Linked DNA regions of Mus musculus: regions 2 and 3 are each linked to region 1. The links are chromatin contacts, called in public Hi-C and HiChIP or PLAC-seq maps. All regions are on one chromosome and are shown on one strand. Each heading gives the region's core, a stretch centred on a gene start, on an enhancer-like site or on the middle of the called end of the contact. The rest is flanking DNA. Distances are from core to core; before and after follow the strand shown.

Region 1 (4,466 bases), core at 804-3,303:
TTTGTTTTGTTTGCTTTTGTTTCTGTTTCTTCGTAGTCGTGAATATGGCATGGCAAAGACACAAGCAAGGTGTGTGTGTGTGTGTGTGTGTGTGTATGTGTGTATTTACTTTCTGTCCTTCTAGGACTCAATGGTAACAAACAGAAAGACCAGATAATACTCTCCTGCTCATTCAAGACTTTATCCAGGTGTGGGACACAATCTTTGTTATTTGAACTCTCTTCTCTGACCTACCTGGTGAGATGACTTTAGACAATTCGCTCAAGCCCATCTCAGTGCCTCTATTTTCTGGTCAGCAAGATGTGTAAGGCTACTCTGGAAGGTTGAATGATATGTGACATTTCAGAATTTTTTTAGCATAATATTGGTGGAATTAGGCATCTAACAAATGGAGCCCTGCCTAATGAGCCCACCTACCTGGTGCAAATTCCACTTCTCCTAATCTAGTATGACCTTGGGCAATGCACATGATAGTTCAGATTTACAATTTTATCCTTTATCAAACTGGGTGATGACTTTAGTAATGTTTTAGAGTTGCTGGGAGTGCTGGTAAAATTTTTAATGAACCATGCTAGTAAAACATGAAAGAAAACAATGTATACTCCTTTAAAACTACTAAGTGTCACTATTTTAACACCGATCATAAATGAGCCCTTTTCCACTTGTATTGCTTTGGGGATCAAACTCATGGTAAACTACCTGGCTCAGATCAGAAACTGTATTGGCTTATCACAACTCTAAGTAGTAACAATAATAACTAATATATTTTGCTGATGAAAACTGAGGCACAGGTTTATATAGCTTCTGCATCAGATTTTCAGCCAGATGCCGTGTTGGTAACTACGATGCCATCTGATGCTCTGTTTGTGCTGTGCACATCCTGACTCTATCACCATCGTTGCCACCCCTATCATGGCCATCCCCATCTCTTCCTCTTTTTTTTTTAACTTTATTTTTATTTTCTGTATAAAGGCCTATCTTTAAGTCAAGGAAAGCATTCTTTCCAGAAAGCCTTGGAAGGGAAAGTTACAATATATAGAGATGTTTTGTTTGTTTGTTTTAACAGAGGGAACTGTAAATGAATTTAGGCAATGAGGAATGTTTGATTTCGTTTCTCAAATTATTTTTTTCCTAAGATGAGAGGTGGATTCTTCCATTACGGTTACACAGAAAGTACTGTTAAAAAGAAAAATAATAATAAATGCAGCTCCCAGCAGAGCCCCTGTCTCCCTCCTCTCCAGCCTAAAATACTGTTTTCTTTTTTAGTCATTGTTGTTCTAAACTCTCCTAGGCATATCCACTGAGAAGACACAACGATTCATCTTCTTGTTTTCCTTTCTCGCCTTGCTTCAGTCAGGGCCAGGATGGTCTGACAGAGGGGCCATAGGCTAGGTGACCCCCTGCCCTCCCAGCAACTTAGTGGCCAGGCAGATTGATCCTCAGCCCCTTACTGTGTATCTACCACACAGAGAGGGAGGGCACTGGGCTTTAGGGAGTGCTAATTGAGTTACTGGCCCTGGCTCTAACACTGGGGTGGAGATGCCCTGTCAGGGATGGGAGACAAAGTGAGGCTGAGAGCTGCTGGGGAGAGGAGCTGGGAGAAAGAGACACATGGTGGGGGGTGCCTGCAGTCCTGAGAGATATGATGTGGGAGTCTCTATGAATTTGTTTTCTTGACTCTATGTCAGCATCCAGCAAAATTTGAATCTCCTCAAGCCATGAAGGATGTTCAGTATTAGGTGGATCTTGAAAACAAAAAGAGCCTTTCACAAAGGGAAAAACCGAGTTTCAAGATGTTGAACCGCACAAGGTCTACCACTAAGCCAGGACAAGAAGTGAACTATCCAGGACTATCGTGAAGCACATAGTGTGAAATATAAAGGCACCCAGAGTTGCATATTCTGTAAGGGCTTAAATGTCCTCTCTGAAATGATCATGTTTCCAGCGTTGGCTCAAGATCTATGACTAACTGCAAGCCCTTTAGGGGATCCTGCACATTTTGTCTGACTAATTTGACCTTCCCTCCTTCAGCTTTTATCAGCAGCCTGTCTGCCATTTATGACTCAGTGCCTTAGAGAGGACTCCCCAAAGCTGCTGAACAATGCCTCCAGCCAGAGCCTGCTGGGGGAGTTATCACTTCACTGATATCATGGTTTCTAAAGGAAACCCCAGGCCTGGTGTGTGTTATAGTTCTAAACAGCCGAAAAAGGACAAGATAATTTCCACATTGCAAAGGGGAATGCAGTCGGCATTACTCAAGAGGTCTTGTGGGTGGTGTTTGTTGTAATAAGAAACTTATGTACTGGGGGACTAGGGCACTGGGGGTGGGAAAGTGGGAAAGGGAAGTCACCAGAGTGTTGCACAATAACACATTGGCACCTTGGGAATACTTCCGGATGTGTGGGCTTCTGAAAAGTGAAGGGGAATGCCCCCATAAATCTGTCACCCACCCTCACACTGCTGTTACTGGCCCAGAGAAAACAGCCCTTCTAAATGGTCTGTGATGACAAGGGTGGCAAAGAAAGGCAGAGGAAGAGGAGGAGGAGGAGTGGGGAGGACAACGACAAGAAGGAGGAGGAAGACATAGATTAAGGAAGAGAAGCAGAAGGAGGAGGAAGGGAGGGAGGGAGGGAGAGAGGGAAGGAGGGAGGGAAGGAGGAAGGAAGGAAGGAAGGAAGAAAGGAAGGAAGGAAGGAAGGAAGGAAGGAAGGAAGGAAGGAAGGAAGGAAGTCCATTCCAATGGCAAAGCTCTGGAGGAGAAAAAGCAGGGTCCTGTATTCAATTTGGAGGGAGCACCATACCTTTGGAACCTTGAGCCAGTTGAGACATCCTAATAAATTTTAGATCTCATATCTGGGATACGAGCCACATATAGGCTCATATTGAATAAAGCTGCACAACATAGGGCCACCCCATTTAGTACTATGCTGCTCCCTAAAGGACTGCTCTGGTTGATACTTCTTCTTCCACAGAATCCCGACTCCCTACAGTTACATGAGAGAGGAAAGTCTAGTTTCAGGAAATGCTTCTAAACTTCTTTCTATTTTGTGAAGAGAGTTTTCAGTTAGGATTTTAATACATAATCAGCAGAAACCAGTTTTGGTTAGCTTGAGCAAAATAAATGAAATAAATGATCTATTTGAAACACTCAGTGATGAAGGGCTCTCTCATAGGGCGGGAGAATAGAAATGGCTTTCCCTGAGGGGAATTTCAGGCAGATGGCAGCTGCTCTGGCCCAGGTACTTAGTCTCCATAAGAAATAACACACCTTTCTAGTTTCCTCAGCTATGATGCTAAAGTACTTTGGATACTGTCATTTCATGAATGATCATCAAAATAGGTTCAATATGGCTTCAAAATCCAACCTGTGGCTTGGTTGTCTGCTGAGGTAGAAGTTAAGCCTAGAAGGTAAGTTGTGGGTCCCCACGCAATCTGCAGAGTAACTTCGGGAAGATGATTGGATATTATCTAGTGCTCTAATGAGGATTGGGCTCCACCCTACTGAAAAAATGATCTTGATTTCCCAAATCCAGGATTCAGAAAGTAACACTTCAAAATATTGATAGATATCTGCCACAAATGAGCTCCAGGTCTTTTTACTTTTTCTGGGTGGTGTTTGTTTTAATAAGAAGTATTCATCAACATGGTATGTACAAGCTGTGGTGTGAATGAAAGTCAGTTTCACAGCGGCCTATCCTCCTGGCCACCATTCTTGACACATACAATGATAAGAATGCTCACCTGTACACAGCACCCGCCCTCACCCCTCAGTCCCCGACCCCTCTCCAGTCTCTCTTCTCTGACTCATTAGAGCTATTGGGGAAAGGGTGTGAAAAATTGTCTGTCTATACTTGAACTGTTTTTCTTAGAATGTTTTACAGACTCAAGCTTTGGAGTTTGTGTTGAAATGCAGTCTCTGGAAGCTGGCATCGTAGAATGAGTTCCATTCTCCCTGAAATGCCTGTATTTGTGAGTCTCTATCATGGAATTCTAAATGACCAGTCAAGGATACGGCTGATGTCTTTTCTCTAACACAAATAAAAGAGAGAAGAGAAAGGGAGAGCCTTCCTTTAAAGTAACCTATACATTCCATTTCTACTAATTTAGTATGAGAATTGCTTCATAATAGTACAATCTCCATTCACCCCTGAAGCTCTTTAAATCAGGAGTGACTAAGTGACCTTTTAGCATGTAACTTTACACAGTAAATACACAATCAGATTCTGGGTTTGTTTTTGTTTGTTTGTTTGTTTGTTCAAAACAACCCTGGCTGTCTGTGAAATTGCTTTGTAGACTAGGCTGCCCTTGAACTCATAAAAATCACCAGGCTCTGCCTCTTGAGTACTGGGGTTAAATCCACACCATCACACGGGCCAAGCTCTTGGTTTAAAGACAGCATAACTCTGTTTTGTTTATCGTCTGCTACAAACATTCCTTTCTTCTATTGGCAAAAAAGTGATCCATAA
Region 2 (4,466 bases), core at 1,288-3,787, 710 kb after region 1:
AGCCATGTGCTGAAGAGTGCTGGGCTGTAAGTCAGAAGACCTGGTTTCTGACCCTGGCTCTGTCACTTACTCTCTGGGGAATTTCTTCTCTCTGTGCCTTAATGTCTTCCCCTATAAAACAAAAACCCAACTAGAAGACTGTAAATTCTCTTTTACCTCCAAAAGAGATGAAGGTCTATGTCCAGGAATCCAGGAGACTGGGCAGACTTCTTTATCCTAACTCCTAAGCATGGCATATGCCATCTTTCATAATGAAGCCCTTTGTAACTGAGAAAAGTTGTCTTTTCATTCATTGGGTCTTCCTCCAGGTTCTCTTCTCAAATTCTTTCCAGCTCCACTTTGGAGAACACTTAGTAAATATCTACTAAATTAGTAGAAGTTGTACAGCTGAGTCCTTAGTTCATCTCTGCCTTCCCCTGACCGGAGGGGTCTTGAGGGGCAGAGTTAGGAAAGATTTGGGACACTTTATATACTTGGATAGATTTTAAACTGTAAACAGCTATCAACATGTGGCTTTTCTATGTCATCTACTTTAATTTTTGACAATACCCTTCCAGTTTGGTCTTGATGTACCACACTAATTCTAAGCACTATAATTCTTAGCAACTTATTATCCATCACCTACCATTTGCTAAAGATAATAACAGGATCTAGAGTTACAAAGATGCTTAAGATTTAATTCTTTTCCCGAGGGGCATTCTGTGTCATGGGGAATCAGGCAAGGAGGAAGGTAACTGTAACACATTGCTGTTACTGCAATGAAAGATGATAGATGGGGCTGAGAAGATAGTTTAGTTTGGAGAGTGTTTGTCAAGCATTCATAAGACCATGGTTTAGTCTCTTGCACAGAATCTACCTAGTGTGGCAGTACACATCTGTAATCCCAACACCAGGAACATGGAGGCAGGACAACCAGGATTTAGGATACCTAAAATTCAAAGATGGACTGGACTTCAGGAGCCTCTGTCTCAAATCAAACAAGACAAATAAGTATAGGAAACTAAAAATTTTCAGAAACGAAGTGAAGTTATGCATAATGATTTTTAGTTTGGTGAGATTTTACAGCACTGAACTGGAAGATGCTAAAATAGTTAACATGTATGTATGCAGAGGGGTAGCCTTTTTGATAAAAAAAATAAACTAGATGGTATTTTAGAGAGAATGCAATTGAAGTGGGCACTGTTTCCAAACTAAATGACATCAAGGTGTAGGTCACATTAAAGAAAAGTAGGTCACCTCACACTACCCCATGGCGTCATCTATAAGAATATTTCCACTCTTTCCTGGCTTGGGTTTCTTAGATGTAAAAGTGATGGTTAGATGAGACAATCATGGTTCTTCCTTCCAAGCTTGAGTATCCTGTAGGACCATGAAATAGAGTATGTACTCTTCTTCCTCTCACAGCATTTACTGCCGGGCTGGGCCCAGGATTGCGGGTAGAGAGAGGGAAGAGACAGGTTTGTTTTCTATGCTCGATCTCTGGACTTTGGAGAAAGATGAAATTCAGAAGCTTTGAAAAAGGAGAAATAGAATGAGATTTTCTGTTAATACCACTATGTCTCTTGTAGAAATAGACAATGACTTGATACTAGAAATCAGAAGGATGAAGCTGAAGCTCTAACTTTGTTTGTTTGTTTGTTTGTTTCTATGTTGTTTGTTTTGAGACCGGATCTTACCAATTTGTTCCGTCTGTTCTAAGCCTTGCAGTCAATCATCCAGCATCAGCTTCTGCAGTACTTGAGATTTCAGGTGTGTGCCCAAGTGTGTCTGTCTCTAAGATTTGACATGTTAAATGAGAAGCTTGTGGACTCATAGTGTTTCATTTGATTTCTGGAGGCTCTGTTTTCTTCTAAAAAATGGAATACATAACCTGTTCTCTGTTACTGAGCTATCCGGAATATGAAGCAAAGGTCATACTTGGCAAAATAGAAGAGTCTATACAAAGTTCACTGTTGACATCATCATTATGTCTTATGTCTTAACCAAATGGATACATATAGGCATGCATGATAGACAATAGTTGGTATCAGGAATCAACAAATCAACTGAAATACTGTGTGCTCTGTCAGCAGCTGTGGGAATCTACTCTGAATTCACTGTCCTCTTTGAAAGAACAAGGAGCAAAAGCCAGGTAGGATGGCGGGCTTCTGAAAGCACAACTATATATCTCCAAAGCATACTAACCATTTCCAACTCACACCAGAGCAAAGAGGATCTTGTCTGTAGAAGGGCATTTGCTGGGGAATTTAAGGAAGGTAACCAAGGCTCCAGAGTCCACGGTGAAAGTTTAAGAAGAATTTATACAAGTATATGATTTCCCAAATCTAGGATTTATGTGCAGATTTATGTCTGTGGACATAGAAAGTATTTTTTTGGTTGTTTTTTTTTTGTTTTTGTTTTTCACATGGCAAAAGCTAAATCAAATGAAAGCTAGAATCTCATCACCATCTAGTGGGTGTCTGGGGCTAGTGCATACACTGTGGGAGACAAACGGAGCGTCTGATTAAGAAAGCAAGCTTTTGGCTTTTATACAGGGGTTGCTAAGGCCACAGCACCCAGCTGAAGGAACTGTCCTTTCGCTGTCTGGTAGTCAGCAGGGGTCATGTAGCCTATCAGGGCTGAAGAGACAGGGAGGAGACACAAGATCAAGAAAACATTTATTTCCCTTGGCCAAACTGTTTTATTTTTTGTTGTTGTTTTTGTTGTTTTTTAATTAGATATTTTCTTCATTTACATTTCAAATGTTATCCCCAAAGTCCCCTATACCCGCCCCCCCCCCGCCCCCACTGTGCTCCTCTACCCACCCACTCCCGCTTCCTGGCCCTGGCATTCCCCTGTATTGGGGCATATGATCTTTGTAAGACCAAGGACCTCTCCTCCCATTGATGGCCGACTAGGCCATCCTCTGTTACATATGCAACTAGAGACACAATTCTGTGGGGTACTGGTTAGTTCACATTGTTGATCCTCCTATAGGGTTGCCAACCCCTTTAGCTCCTTGGGTACTTTCTCTAGCTCCTTCTTTAGGGGCCCTGTGTTCCATCCAATAGATGACTGTGAACATCCACTTCTGTATTTGCCAGGCACTGGCATAGCCTCACAAGAGAGAGCTATATCAGGGTCCTGTCAGCAAAATCTTGTTGGCATATGCAATAGTGTCTGGGTTTAGTGGTTGTATATGGGATTGATCCCCAGGTGGGGAAGTATTATTTTTTAAAATCAAACATTTAGTTTTAAAGCCTGAGCTCTGATCAACTTGCTAGCTCTTGGTTATATGTCCAGTCAAATGAAGATGATAGTGCTGCATTAGAGGACTGGGGACAATATTGTGTTATAGTGTTAGTCTGAAGTTATTTACAAGAGTGTCAGATATGGGAAATACTTACCATTGATAGTTGTCACTGTGCCATCAGCTGCTTCCCACCCTGCCAGCTCCCTTGCATACTAACACAGAAATATTTTACTCTTTTTTCTTTCTCTATGAGTATGTTAGTATGTTTGCCTATGTCCGTAGGTAGAGGCCAAAAGACATCATCAGACATTGTTCATTGGCTTATTTACTTAATTATTTTTGAGCAGGTTCTCTCATTCACCTGATATCATCAAATAAAATAGTCTGGCTGGCCAGAAGCCCCAATAATCTGACTGTTTCTATATTCCTATAGCTTGGGTTAAAAACTTAAACCACCATACCAGGCATTTTAAAAAATTATAATTACAGCATCCCTTCTTTCCTTTCCCTTCCTCCAATATAGATGTATAGGGACATATATGCATGTATTTCCCTATACACACACACATACCTAAATATAACAAACTTTGTCTGTATGTTTCTTGCATGTACGTTTTTAGGCCTGATCTGTTGGAGCTAGATGGCCACCTGCATCACTCCCAGCTTTCTTCAGTTGCACCCAGTATCTTATTCCGTGTAAGTTCTGAGACTCAAACTCAGTCCCTCATCCTTGCAAGGCAAGCACTTTAAATGAGCTATCTCTCTAGCTCTTTTTTTTTTTCAAGGAAAAAAAGTACATAGGCAAATGTGGATTAGTGACAACTCCAAATTCATGTAACTGGAAGAGGACAGAACTGGGGCTTCAGTATGCTTGATGTACTACAAAACTGTCATTTATCCTACTGTGAGGTCAAAGACAATAGAGAGGTAGTCTTTCTTTTTCTCCCCCAAACCTAGTTTTCTTTTGAGGTACACTTTTGTGCTGTGATGCCCCTAGATTTGCATGTGAACTATTTTCTTCGAACTTCGAACATGAAAACTAGACATCTTCTCAGTCATTGAAAAGATAGTAGAGTAGAAACTTGGCAAGAGAAATGATCTACCAAATCAAGCAATTCATCAGAAAGCTATAAGTCAACGGAATTTCTTTCTATTGTTTGCATCTACTCAGTTTATTTATAGTTTCCTTCTACTTGTCAAGTGTGTTTTATTTATATCTACATTTGAGGAGTTG
Region 3 (4,466 bases), core at 834-3,333, 610 kb after region 1:
TAAATAAATAAATAAATAAATTATTTTATAGTTTGGAGTATGGTGGTATACACTGGCAATCCAAGCACTTATAAAAGAATAAATAGAGGGAAGCAGAGGTAGATAGGGACACAGAGAGACTATTAAAATCTTCTAAGAACTATTCAATATTGTTATTAATGGTTGGTTAATCTTTTAAGCATATGTTGGAAAATTGGGAATTTCTCTTTTCTGATCATGACCTAGATTATCAGTAATCACTTTGGCATTGAGACAGTCTTTAACTCTTAACTTATAATCAGATTGGGAAGCTAATCCTGGATACTCTAGACCAGTTCACAAAAATCCATTCTTTAAATTGAAATTAGAGTTCTCAGAACAAATCTTGGTACCAAAGTCATTATTTCTACAAGTTCCCCAGAAGTAAAACTGATATGATATAGAGACACAGAAATATATTACTTTTGATGAACTGAGTTTCAACATTATGGGAGATGGTAGCAGTGTGTGTAAACAAGCTAGAATGGGGATGAAAGAGAACCAAAGGTTCATTCCACTTTGATCTCAAATGTCTGAGAATGGAGACAGTTAATGATTCTGTTGACAGTTGAAGGTTCTGTTTCATCAAGAAAGGCATTGAGCAGACAAACTTTCTTTTACACTGGAGTCAGCCTTTCTCTTTTATTCAGATCTTCCATTGATTAGATGAGGTCCACTTATATTAGAGAGAATAATTTCTTTACTCAATCCACTGATTCATATGTTAATCTTATCCAAAAATACCATCACAGAAAAGCCCATAATGATGTTTGACTAAGTAGCTGGATATACACAAACAATTAATCACCATGTTCTTTCTTTCTCTTTCTTTCTTTCTTTCTTTCTTTCTTTCTTTCTTTCTTTCTTTCTTTCTTCCTCTCTCTCTCTCTCTCTCTCTGTCTTTTTCTTTTAAAATTGAGTCAGTCTCATGGTCTTACATACTCCAATCTGATTTGAAGAATTTCTATGTCTTAGAGAAATACTCTTATCCATGAATATGAGGGTATTTGAGGGAAAACACTTTAAAAACTATGAATAAACAAGCTTTAATATTCTAGTGTAAAGAGCCTTTTGTTTGCTTAAAGAAGAGAGCAACACTAGTAACCATGAATCTGAGAGTGTCGGATAGGTTTCAGGAATAGCAAGGATGTAAGAATCGTTTGCTCAGAGATGAGCACTAGAAGTAGCCATGAAATCGATAATGGATATAGCCAGAGATCAGACTACAAATGATCCAACTACAAACAATACATGGATTATGTTCTATTTGAGATGAATAAGACTTGGAAGGATTTGGGTAGGAAATTTATATAAAGTACTTTTGGAAACCATGTAAATTCAGGGTGCAAGAATTACAGTAGGAAGTTAAATAAAGAGCCTGTTATTATGATTTAGTTTTAATACATAGGAAAGGGAATGCAGACTGTCCACTCACTGATGCATGCCCTTAAATGCCCCAGTTTCAATGTTGCTTGCCACATCTACAGTTTCATCTTCCATGCAAACCTTTCCTCTGTGTCTCAGTGTGAAACATGGAAGATATCAAGATCATCAGCCACTGTGATCTTAAAGGCCAGATATTAGCCCTCAGGATTTCCCTTTGCAACATCAGAAGCAGTAGGCTTGTAAGTCTCCAAATATGTGAACCACCACCACAAGTCAACTTTGATTTAAAGCAAAGGAGCTGGCATTGCTTAAAGGTGAGGTCACTGGAACTGGAGCCTTGATGAAGTTTCTCAGAAAGAAAACATTGTGCTGTGTTTGTGTCTCCCTCACATTCCTCTTTCCCTCTCCCCTCACTTCCCACCACATGTGGGTTGGCTGTGCCTGAGGTTCCAGGGATTGAACAAAAACCATTGAAGTTTGGGCATATCAAAGAGTCTATACAAAAACCAAGCAGAACTCCCTTAACCTGAGCACAGTTCTGCAAGTGTTGATTGAAGGAGACAGAGAGGAAGCTACTTTAAGTCTTTTAGAGAAAACAACACTTGGTGTGTGCTCATGGAATTTGCTACATAATGAGGACACTGATTCTCCCTCCATGAGTCAGAGTCTGGCCACTGTAAAACTATGGAGAAAAAAATCCTCTGGGGTTTATGCATAGGCCATGCTTCCAGGTTTGTGACTATATTAACAAGCCCTGGAACCAGGATCCCAGGAAGTCAGGATCCCGGCTTTCATGATTAGCACATCCCTACAGGTCACAGGTACCTCGGGTAGATGGCTTTCATGAGTAGCACATCATTAGATGTCACAGATTCCTTGGGTGGCTAATTTTGCTCTGCTTTGGCATTAGTTGGCTTTTCTGTAAAGTTGAAACAATATGTCCTCTGCAGGGTCATTACATGCATTTGGTGCTATGGTCATAAACCCCAATGTTTCTGGCAACATAGCCCTGCCTTACTGTCATACTTTAAGCAATAATCCGATTTAAGGCTCACTCTGTGTCCATCCTGGTTCTGTTTGGAAATAGAAGAGTGCTTAGTGGAGTAAAATATGCAAAACTATGCCTTTTTTGCAAAATGAAAAATACTGACATTTTCAAATGATAGGCAATATTCCTGATTAATCAGAGGGAAGATAACACTCATACCTCCTTCCTTCTCCAGTTCCCTACCCTATGTGATGTCTTCACTGTGGTATTCACCTAATTGCTCTGAACAAAGTAAATGTTAATTTCTGTTTCATTTAGCCCTGCCATATTCAGTTCACTAGTAACCACTGCCTCTTCGATATTTTGTCCTCTTTTCTCCCTTCCAGTTTTATCAATGTTAATATCACTCAGACTTAAAGCATCCTTAGCTCTCAGGAAGCCTTCTCTCTAACACTTTCCTTATCAGCTTTCTAACCTAATCCCCAAAATGGTTAAAGATGACTTTCAAAAACATTTATCTTCTAAAGGAATCACATTCCATTTCTTTTCTAAAACCTTCAAGTCACTGGGTTTCAAACTCCTCAGCATGTCTAATGATGCTATAAGTGACCTGGTATTTCTCCACTTCAGTCATTGTACAGTGATCTCTCTAGTACGTCGCTCAGTCCCACACACATGGCATCGATGCTGTGATCACATACATATGTCAGTTCAAGGCATTTCCTGAGCTTTTCCTTGAATGTGTTGAGAAGCTCTGCCTCTAATACACTGAGTGGTTATGTCCTTCTTGCTTGGACCCTTTTCAGCTCAAACTTCTTGACCTCTACAGGGCTTCTCTGACTGCCCAGTCACACAAACACTAATTTTGCATCAGTTTCTTACTCTGCTGCCCTTTCCTTCCTTACCATCATTAGAAATTATAATGTTCCTGACGGTTGGTTTGTATCTTTTTGATGTATTTTCACTCAAATCAGAAACTCCATGAAAATGGATTTTTCATTGTCCTAGGTTTATAGTCTATCAGTGTCTATCTCTGCCTGCTGACCTCAACAGAATGTAATGCAGAACAGGACCTCGTCCTTGATAGAATCTTTTGACAGCATGAAATGGCCTTTGGGGAACAACCTTTCAATGTCCTTTAGGTATATATGTGGTTCTGCCAAAACCTAGCCTTCTTTCTGCAAAAAGACCTTCAGTGGCTGGCAAAGCTATAAATGATTTAGATTTAGACCGTAAGTGCATTGTTTGGAAAGTGCACAGTGTTTGGTAGAAGGGAACAATATTTAAAATCATGTCATTTCCTTGTAAAAGTGAAAATACTAAAAGTTTTAAAATCATATGTAGTCTCAATGGTTTACCTAAGGTAGGTCAGGAATCATATTAGCAGAGAACTACTCAGGATTGGTCCCAAACTCCATTCCTCTCCAGTTTTCTCAAATATTTAATGTCTTCATTGTGCTACTTACCTAGCTGCTCTAAACAAAGTCATCTTTTGTTGCATGTGTTTATAAAGAAATCATGCTTCAGACACTTGTTTCCATATGAAACTATCTTTCCCAAGTATGCATTTTTCCTGTACAAGGGATATAACTCATGGTCCATTCTCATGGAATTAGAAGTAACTACACATAGTAGAGAATACTAGATGAATAAGACTTTTATATGAATCATCTCAATTTCATGGAAAACTTGTGTATAAGAGCAATGGGAGAGTTAGGGGAAGAACGGAAAGAGCTGAATGGAATTGCAACCTCATAGGAAGAACATCAATATAAACTACCCAAATTTCCCAGAGGTCCCAGAGAGTAAACTACCAACCAAAGAGTATACATAGATGGGTCCATGGCTCCAGCTACATATGTGGTAGAAAATTGCCTTATCTTGCATCAGTGGGAGGGTAGGCTTTTGGTCCTGTGGAGGCTTAATGCCCCAGCATTGGGGGGTGTTAGATGGGTAAAGCAAGGGTGGGCAAATGGGTGGGGGAGCACTTTTATAGAGGCAGGGGAGGGGGATGTAATGGGAGATTGTGGAGGGGAAACCAGAAATTATAAAATTCTAGTTATAATTATAGTTA

The links. HiChIP or PLAC-seq counts read pairs in DNA pulled down with a chosen protein or histone mark. A called contact is a pair of places that touch in the nucleus more often than the background predicts.
Region 2: a Hi-C map of the C2C12 cell line shows a contact between it and region 1, with 4 times the contacts expected there. The contact joins two enhancer-like sites. A contact is called at or near these places in 1 of 39 promoter capture datasets (the 3T3-L1 cell line), 2 of 15 datasets of contacts at CTCF or cohesin (both in the NIH/3T3 cell line), 6 of 484 Hi-C or Micro-C datasets (3T3-L1-derived adipocytes, the C2C12 cell line, adipose-derived mesenchymal stem cells and 2 more), 2 of 115 datasets of contacts at active chromatin or transcription factors (the NIH/3T3 cell line and embryonic fibroblasts) and 2 of 9 other capture datasets (embryonic tail and embryonic trunk).
Region 3: a contact with region 1 is called in an SMC1A HiChIP or PLAC-seq map of the NIH/3T3 cell line, with 4 times the contacts expected there. The contact joins two enhancer-like sites. A contact is called at or near these places in 2 of 15 datasets of contacts at CTCF or cohesin (both in the NIH/3T3 cell line).

Annotation. Positions count from the first base shown.
Region 1 is chr4:65,240,453-65,244,918 of GRCm38.p6, reverse strand. All of the region lies in intron 9 of Pappa (pregnancy-associated plasma protein A), which reads right to left. Among named protein-coding and RNA genes, the nearest start is that of Pappa, 120 kb to the right of the region's middle. Within about 2 kb of position 2,053, at least 65 of the 459 cell types and tissues checked have an H3K27ac peak or open chromatin away from gene starts, as enhancers often do. A contact at or near this core is called in the C2C12 cell line and the NIH/3T3 cell line, where this site is marked.
Region 2 is chr4:64,531,237-64,535,702 of GRCm38.p6, reverse strand. No RefSeq gene overlaps it. Among named protein-coding and RNA genes, the nearest start is that of Gm23950, 89 kb to the right of the region's middle. Within about 2 kb of position 2,537, at least 4 of the 459 cell types and tissues checked have an H3K27ac peak or open chromatin away from gene starts, as enhancers often do. A contact at or near this core is called in the C2C12 cell line, where this site is marked.
Region 3 is chr4:64,633,043-64,637,508 of GRCm38.p6, reverse strand. No RefSeq gene overlaps it. Among named protein-coding and RNA genes, the nearest start is that of Gm23950, 190 kb to the right of the region's middle. Within about 2 kb of position 2,083, at least 45 of the 459 cell types and tissues checked have an H3K27ac peak or open chromatin away from gene starts, as enhancers often do. A contact at or near this core is called in the NIH/3T3 cell line, where this site is marked.